Linked DNA regions of Mus musculus: region 2 is linked to region 1. The links are chromatin contacts, called in public HiChIP or PLAC-seq maps. All regions are on one chromosome and are shown on one strand. The core of a region is the stretch at or near the end of the contact, and the rest is flanking DNA. Distances in the headings are between cores, read along the strand shown.

What was found. HiChIP or PLAC-seq counts read pairs in DNA pulled down with a chosen protein or histone mark.
Region 2: an H3K4me3 HiChIP or PLAC-seq map of embryonic forebrain shows a contact between it and region 1, with 4 times the contacts expected there. The contact joins the enhancer-like site here to the promoter of Ssx2ip in region 1. A contact is called at or near these places in 17 of 39 promoter capture datasets (the 3T3-L1 cell line, 3T3-L1-derived adipocytes, the C10 cell line and 11 more) and 2 of 115 datasets of contacts at active chromatin or transcription factors (embryonic forebrain and forebrain).

The regions. Positions count from the first base shown.
Region 1 is chr3:146,402,446-146,406,370 of GRCm38.p6, reverse strand. Ssx2ip (synovial sarcoma, X 2 interacting protein) reads right to left here and starts at 1,729. Exons shown (of 14, transcript NM_001355661.1): 1 at 1,436-1,729.
Region 2 is chr3:146,943,888-146,947,812 of GRCm38.p6, reverse strand. It overlaps Ttll7 (tubulin tyrosine ligase-like family, member 7), which reads right to left. Exons shown (of 21, transcript NM_001357217.1): 16 at 3,605-3,807; 17 at 2,585-2,719; 18 at 155-235. Among named protein-coding and RNA genes, the nearest start is that of Ttll7, 93 kb to the right of the region's middle. Within about 2 kb of position 1,617, at least 48 of the 459 cell types and tissues checked have an H3K27ac peak or open chromatin away from gene starts, as enhancers often do. A contact at or near this core is called in embryonic forebrain, where this site is marked.

The DNA of each region.
Region 1 (3,925 bases), core at 480-2,979:
AGTGTGTGTGTGTGGGAGGGGGGGGGGCTTACTGCTCCAATGTAAACATGATTCAAGTCCCTGTGGAAAAGTGTTTTCTAGGCGCTCTCTCCCCCCCCTCTCTCTAGCTGAATGCTAAGTGAGGGCACTTTCACAAAATCTGTATCCTAACCGGTTTGGGCCGACAAGCTGGTTTGTCCAGTTTTCCCATTTTAAGAGAGCCCAAGTACATAATTTGACTGGGCTGGGTTGGAGGCCTTCTGGGCTAACATGAACAGTTAACTTTTCCATGGTGCGTACACCTGCCTGAGCAAGCCTAGGATGCTGTGGACTTAACAAGTCTTGTCACAAGGCTCAAGTGTGTCATGGATCGAGTTTCACATTTCATCCTGGAGTGGCCCGGCCCCAGCAGTTATCTCCAAGCTGCTGTGGCCCTGTTACTTAATCCCTGGACCTATTATCTTCCCTGTACAGATGGAGAACAAGAAGGAAAGGAAGGGTGTAAAATGACAGGCTGTAGGGGCCCCAACAGTTACCAAAGAAAACGCCCCGGTTTGAATTCTATCCATTCCTAATCCTCTCAGAGAGCCACTTTGTACGAGGAACTTCTGTGCACACCGGGCAGGACAAAGTGTCGACTGGGAGCACAGCTTTTCTTGTTTAGTTTGAATGAACACTCTAAGCTTCGTGGGCCCACAGGCTCTTGGGGAGTAAGGAGATTGGATGGCTTAAGTTTTGCTAGCTGGATCGACGGTTTTGAATTTTATCCAGCCTCGTAAATGTGTCACGTCATATACAGACCTTTCCGTTCAAGATCAAATTTGGGACTAGAAAGGTTTTCCTCCGGAACCTTGCGGGCTCCATGGTAGCACTATTTTCAGCTAACTCCAGGCCTGGACTCTAAACTGAATTGAAGCAAATATCAAATCCAGAAGGCTCTCATCCTTGGGCTCCACCTTTCATCCAGCCTGGATTCTAGAAGAAACTCCCGGCTCTCACAACTGCATCGGCGTGGCTGGTTATGAATCTGACACGCAGGACTAAGGAGCCTGAACTGTGGGTATTAATGTAAAGATTCCTCTACTGGTGCTGATGGGGAATTATTGGGCAAGTTTTATTTCCTGGGCCCAGGTGACTTGCATAACCCAGCAATCTGCACCAGGAGAAATATGTGCTGACCCGGACAGAGCTCACCATTTACGCACTCTACACCACTGGAAAATCCGGGGCCAAATAATTTCTCAAACAAGCCTGCCCCTGCGATGATGTAAGTTCTTCCCCTAAACGTGGGGCTGGACCACTATGAGCCACCTACCCCTGCAGCAGCGGCAGACCTCACTCGCTAAGTCCTGCGGCAGCCTCGGAGGACTCGCCAAGCCCGCGCGGTCGGGCCAAAGGGACCCCGCGCGCGCCCGCGCCGCATCCCGAAAGGGCGCGGGGCCCCCCCAGCACCTACCTCGCACTTTCCGCTGCAGGCGGCGGGCAGCAACGCTCTCCAACCGCTGCAACGGCCGCGACGAGCCCGCCCAGAGTCGGCCCCGGTGCCTGCGTCCACGTCCAGCCCGGTGCCCTCCTCCCCGCCTGCGCGTCACAATCCCGCCGCTCACCGTCACGGCTCCGGGAGCGGCTCACGCCTCCCGCAGCCCGCGGGCCCGCACCCGCGGCGGCACGCAGCGGCTCCGCGCAGCCTCCAGCCCGCCCGGTCCGCCCGGCCCGCCTCTCGCCGCTTTCCTCGGCGGGCGCCCATCCCACCCCGCCCCGCGCTGGCGCCGCCCATTGGCTCCGCCGGTTGCCAGGCGACGAACAACCGCGGCCCGCATTGGTCCAGCGAGGACTAGCCTCCGACAACCCCCAGCAGACGCCAAGCCGCTCTCCCCCGCGCAGCTGCGGCTACCGCACCTGTTACACCCGGGGTCACCCGGCCGCTGCTCCCCGCCCCCAGCTCTCCACGGGGACAAGAGGAGGGTCCTAGCCGCTTTAGAGCCGGGCCTCTGAGGCCACCCCTGAACCCCAATGCTCTCTGGAGAACCAGGTGCGCTCCCCAGAACGGAGAGACACCGGGGCATTCCAGAATTAGGTCAGGCCCTGGAGAAGGAAGGTAGTGGCCTCTGGAATCAATGCGCCAATGCACAGAAATCCGTGTAAAACCAGGGCCAGGGTAGTGCGCGTGAAACCCCGAGTTCATTCCTCAGGACTGCACAGAACGCATGTGAGGGTCTGTGATCCGGCAGAATTGAAGTACAAGGTCATTGGCAGCTTGAGGCTAGCCTGGGCGTTATGAGAGAAGCTCAAGTAGTGAATAAAACAAACTAAGGCAAAGGAAGGGACCTAGGGAGGAGACAGCTGGAAAGGGAAACTAAGAAAAGGTACTTGTGAACTAGACCTTGATGAAAAACTCCCTAGGCCCTCTCCATGAGTGCCAAGAAAATGTAGGACAGTGGCAATTGGCCAAATCCACTTGCCTCTCCCTACTATTTTCACCTAAAGTTCCCCTGGGAAAGGAAAATGGAGAAACCTTAGTAAAGGGTAGGGTGGTGGGGTTCTAGCAAGCTGTTTACTCAAGAGGAAAAAAAAAAAGAGGTTTGGGGTTAAGTGGCTCCTGTGAGAACAAAACATCGTAAAAGGAACACAAGAAATACACCACTGCCACAGAAGAACAAGACAGAGAGGAACAAGGACTACACATGCCCACAGTGCTAGGTAGAAGATCAGAGTGCAGAAATGAACAATGGATTTGAAGGAGATTGGATGCTAAATACAGGTAGCAAGGATACATCATTACAAAGGCGCTTTGGAGCACAGTGCCAGTGAGAAATTACTGCCAATGACTGTCTTACTCTCGAAGTTAGACCATTAGTGGGGTGAGGTTGCTCCCTCTGCATCCGAGGGGGTGTTCTGAAAGTTCCCTTGTCCACTCTCCAAAACACTCCTTTTCCTCTCTCAAGAAACATCTTAACGTGGCATTTATTCTTTAAATGCTGAGTCCGGCTTGGCCGTGCAAGGGACAGCATGGTATGGTCCCACCCCTGGAACAGAGAGAGCAGGGCACGGGCCTCCATGAATGTTCAATGGCTGCTGTGGGCATAAGGCTTGTTTGTATAATAATGTACATATTCTATGTTCCTCCATCAGGGAATGCTCCCCGTTAAGGTTAATGATAATCAGAGACAGCGCAAGTCTGGGAGGCAAAAGTATGTCCTTAGCAAACACGGTAAACACTGTGACCTTCAGGGCTGCCCTTAAAAGGCTGTGGGAAAGAACTCTGAAAATGTGAGTTCAAGACTAAATTTCTCAACCAAGCAAAACATGAAGATGCGATATGAATTATATGAGGGGCTTCCCAGACCTAAAAGAACAGAGGCAGCTGCACTATAAGCCAGTTTGTCAGAAAGATACAAAGGCAGGCAGATCCCTGAGTTCAAGGTCAACCTGGGACAAATCTAATTTAGGTCCAGGCTTGGTCAGAATGGTAATCTCATGACAGAATCCCACCCAGCTAAGTTATTGTCTGTGCTTACAAAGACAGACTGATCTCTGAATTCACTTGCAGTGTTAAAAAAAAAAAAAACAAATCAAAACTGTGCTAGCTGTCTCTAAAAATGAAGGGGCTGGGTCAGGGAATGCTGATTTTTGGGATAATCAAAAGGGAACCTGGAATAAATGGCTTAATTGATATGCAAATAGAAGACTGGGCTTTTGGTCTACAAGAGATGAGCTATTCAGAGAGATTTTAGGATTGTTTTTCTAGCCAGAGAAAGCTGCCTTGTGCAGAGGGCTTTCTGGAAAGCTGTCCTGAGCAGAACATGAGCACTTAGCTTGTAAGGCCCACCACCATTTCACGTCCAGGGGTTGGTTGGTTGGTTTGGTTGTTTGCTTGGTTGGTTTAGTTTGTTTTGGTTTGGGTTTTGTTTGTTTTTTGCTTTTGTGTTTTGTTTTGTTTTGTTTT
Region 2 (3,925 bases), core at 368-2,867, 540 kb before region 1:
CGGTCCTAAACCTTGTCTAACATATAATAGGTGCACAGTGTTTGTTGAAGAAATAAGCAAATAAATGTTCATATGTAAACTTGTTCTGAACTTAAATAAACATTTTAGCTTAACGAACATATAAATGGCCAAGTGATCTTCATGTGCTACTCACTTTCCGTTGTTTTACAGAGTCCAATTTTATGAGCCAATATGAAGCCACTTTTGTTTTATAATGCTTCCAGTTATCCATGATCTATTGGGGGAGAGAAGTTAACAAATTTAGGCTAGAATGCTCACAGAGAATAGTGAATGACCCTGTTATCCATGACTGTATTCATCCGTGCAGTGACAGCACTATGAGAGCACTACTTATAATAACAATTCTACCATTCATAGAAAGATACCTGCAGAGATTTAGACAAGTCAGAGGTTCTAAACCTGAGCCCATTTCTTTCTCTCCAGTAAGAGTAATATCACTCAGAGAGTAAAAGCCAGAAATCCTTGGATACACACATTTTAGGTAGGACTCCAACACAGATTTTTCTATCTTTACTCACAGGGCTGTGTTACCCACATAGTGATAGAATATTGAACAATACATTCAAAGTCAGCCTATATTCAATTAGAGTTCTACTAGCCCTTTGTTTTGTATTACCTACAGAATTCTACAGAATTCCTCAGTATACACCCTAGTAATGGATACTGTAGCAAGCATTCAAGTCTGGAACACAGCAGAAATACAGCAAAGAATCTAATGCCTGACATTAATTATTAATTACGTTTCATTGATTGTATAAGCCTAACAATCTTCTTTATGGAAGAATCGCAATAGCCACATACATTAGTGTCTCTCTCTCTCGTTTTCTAATTAAAAACAGCAGACCTCAGTGGAACCAAGGTGATCGCTCAGTGGCTAAGAGCACTCGTTCCTCTTGTAGGGAACCTGGGTACAATCCCTAGCACCCACTTGGCCACACATAGTCTATGACTCCTGTCCTAGGGGCTGTGATGCCGTCCTTGACCTCTGAGCAGCGGGCACACATGTGGTGCACATACACACACGGAGGCAAATATTCAATAAAAGAAATAAATTCGAGAAGAAAATATCAGATCATAAAAGACAGACAAAAATGATGTGCCTGCTTCAAAGTTACTGGCTTTTCTTAGAAATAAACATTATCAAAGTGAGTGGAAACATTTCCAGGCTGGCGATGAAGCTCGTTGGCCAAAGATGCTTGCTGCCAAGTGTAACCTTCTTCTAATCCCTGGGACCAACACACATAAACACACTAAATAAAAAAAAATGTAAAACATATCTATCACAATGCCTTATAAAATTTTCAATTTTCTTTTGTTGTAACAAGCTCCCTGACAAACAGCATCTAACTTTCACTTTTGAAAAAAAAAACAAAAAACAAAACAAAACTTAGCACAAAATTCAAAAGACTTGGATACTTAACGATAATTCTCTAATAACAATAATATGATGCCGTTGCAGATTTTTGCAGCAAGAAATCTTTCTCTTGTTTCGTTATTTCTATGCACTTGTTTCATATCATTGGATGAACAATAAGAGGACCCAGTGAGAGCTTTGGTTCTTATTCTACATATGACCACTAGATGGCGCCTTGTCTTCTGGGGAAAAGAAAATCACAAGCCACCAACCCGACCCTCAAAACGTTCTGTGGCCGATGGATGACCTAACTGTGGGCATTTATAAAGCGTGTTGGGCGGATAAGAGAAACCTTGAGTGAAGAAATGTTCTTCCATCAAACCATTCCCGTGACCTTGGATTTCTTTTTAAGAGAGGAGCAAGTCCTGACTGCGGAGCGTTTGAACATCTGCCACCCAAACGCTCCACTAGGTGGCGGGCGTGAAAATAACTCATCCAGGCTGTTTCAAAACGTGATTTTCCAGGCATCACCTGTAATTCATCTTGACATTTTATACCAAGGCGCTATTTTCATCCTGTCTCTTTTCATCTTAAGCTCTTCAACTTAGTTTTTAAATAGAAGAGTTTACCCTGATATTTCTTTGATCATGAAGAACAGTTATTATTTGATGCTAATTATTCTTACTTGAAAGCCTTATTATATGATAAAATGTTCCTAATAACTAAAATGAATTCTTTTACTTTGTAAAGTTTCTGGGGGCTAAAAGCAATATCAATTACATTTCCTATTCAATCAATTATAATTTGATCAGAAAATACATTTTTTGTATGTGTGTAGATGTATAGGAGGCATGTGTGCATGTACATATGTGTACAATGCACATATATGCTGGTGTTTATGTGTGTGCACATGTGTGTGCATGCATGCCTGTGGAGGTCAGAGGTCAGGCTTGAATGACGTTTCCCTGGGAGCTGCGGCTCACCTCTGGGAACTCTCAGGAGTCTTCCTTCCTCTGCCTTTCCAGTACTGAGGTCACAGCTGCAGGCCACCATGCCAGCTCTTTATGTAAGTTCTGAGGACCCAGCCTAAGACCATGCTGGCTCAGGAAGGGTTTTACCAACAGATCTATCTCCCTGGTCCCAGGCAATACATTTTAATGCTCTCAGAAGAGTAGACAGATGCTCTTTGGATTTTATACAAATACTCACATCTTCTATCAGGAGCTCCGACTCTGCGTCTGACTTCCCCGGAAAGCGGATTCTCATGTCCTTGAGGACAAACAAGGTCTGACTGGTGAGGTCGTCTTCCTGCTCTTTGGTTTTCAATTGCCGCAAAGACTCGTTCTTAAATTTGAAAGAATACAGACACATGGAGGGGGTCTTATTCCACTGTACCAGTATAATGTGAAAGATAGTTTCAGGTAAAAGGGACACATTGTTAATTTTTTAAGTGGACATTTATTTGCGAATGTTTAACATTAAAATGGTTATTATTTGTAAGAATGTCTTTTGTATTTTCTCCTGGTTGTATTTTATCTTGCTCGGGATATAAACATTACCTATGAGTAATTCAAAAGGACTTCCTAATTTGTTTCACTTGCCACCGATTCTTGGATTGGATAGTAAGATCAGTCATCATTATGAAGGGAGTGAATTCAGTTATATCTCCAGAGTTCTCCCACTGGAAAGACTCGTTCTTAAATTTGTTAATGTTAATGAAACAGAGACTTTATATAACTCTCTGGTCTAGCTCCAGCAAAATATAATAAAACCACCGACTTTCTCAATTGTAAATTTCTCTAGTTTATGCTGAAAAGGAGATATTCCTTGTTAATATAATCTGCAGAAAGCATTCTAAACAGCATCACGCCTAGGCTCGATGAGTAGAATTTTTTAAACCAGTTTTTAAACTATTGGAGTCTAAAAGAGGCATTTTCCATACACTAATTGTGCTTGTTTCTATAGGAGATTGAGATATTGCAAGAAAAAGAAACGTGTTTATAAAAACGATTACCAACAACGTTATCCTCCTGCATCAGGAAATGATTACCAACAACGTTACCCTCCTGCATCAGGAGATAGAGAACAATGCAGTTTCCCAGGGTCATGACTGAATTACAGAAGGGATTGGGGGTTCCGTCTCCCCATCCTCTCAGCTGATCCCCTCTCCAACTGCATCGAGTACAGTGTTCCTCAACTTCAGAAGGACACAACCCACTGATAGCTTACCAGAGTGTTGGTAGAGCCGGTGTCACTGCCGTGAGGCAGGTGTCTCGCGTAGGATGAAGCGCGGTTTAAGGAATGTGACCGGGACGCTGACGTTGGTCTTGCTAATGGTATCACTTGTTGAGAAGAAAAGGGGCGCACATCCCCTCTGGAAGGTAAGTGAGCAGAGATGGACCGAGGGCAGCTGACCGAACGCCTCATGGAATCTAGCGATGATGGAGAAGTGGTGCTGTTAGTACGCTTTTCTGCCTAGTAGGTCTCCACAGACTAATGCTTAGACCCCAGTGGTGGCTGGGTGACAAAGGTCAAGTCTAGACACCATCG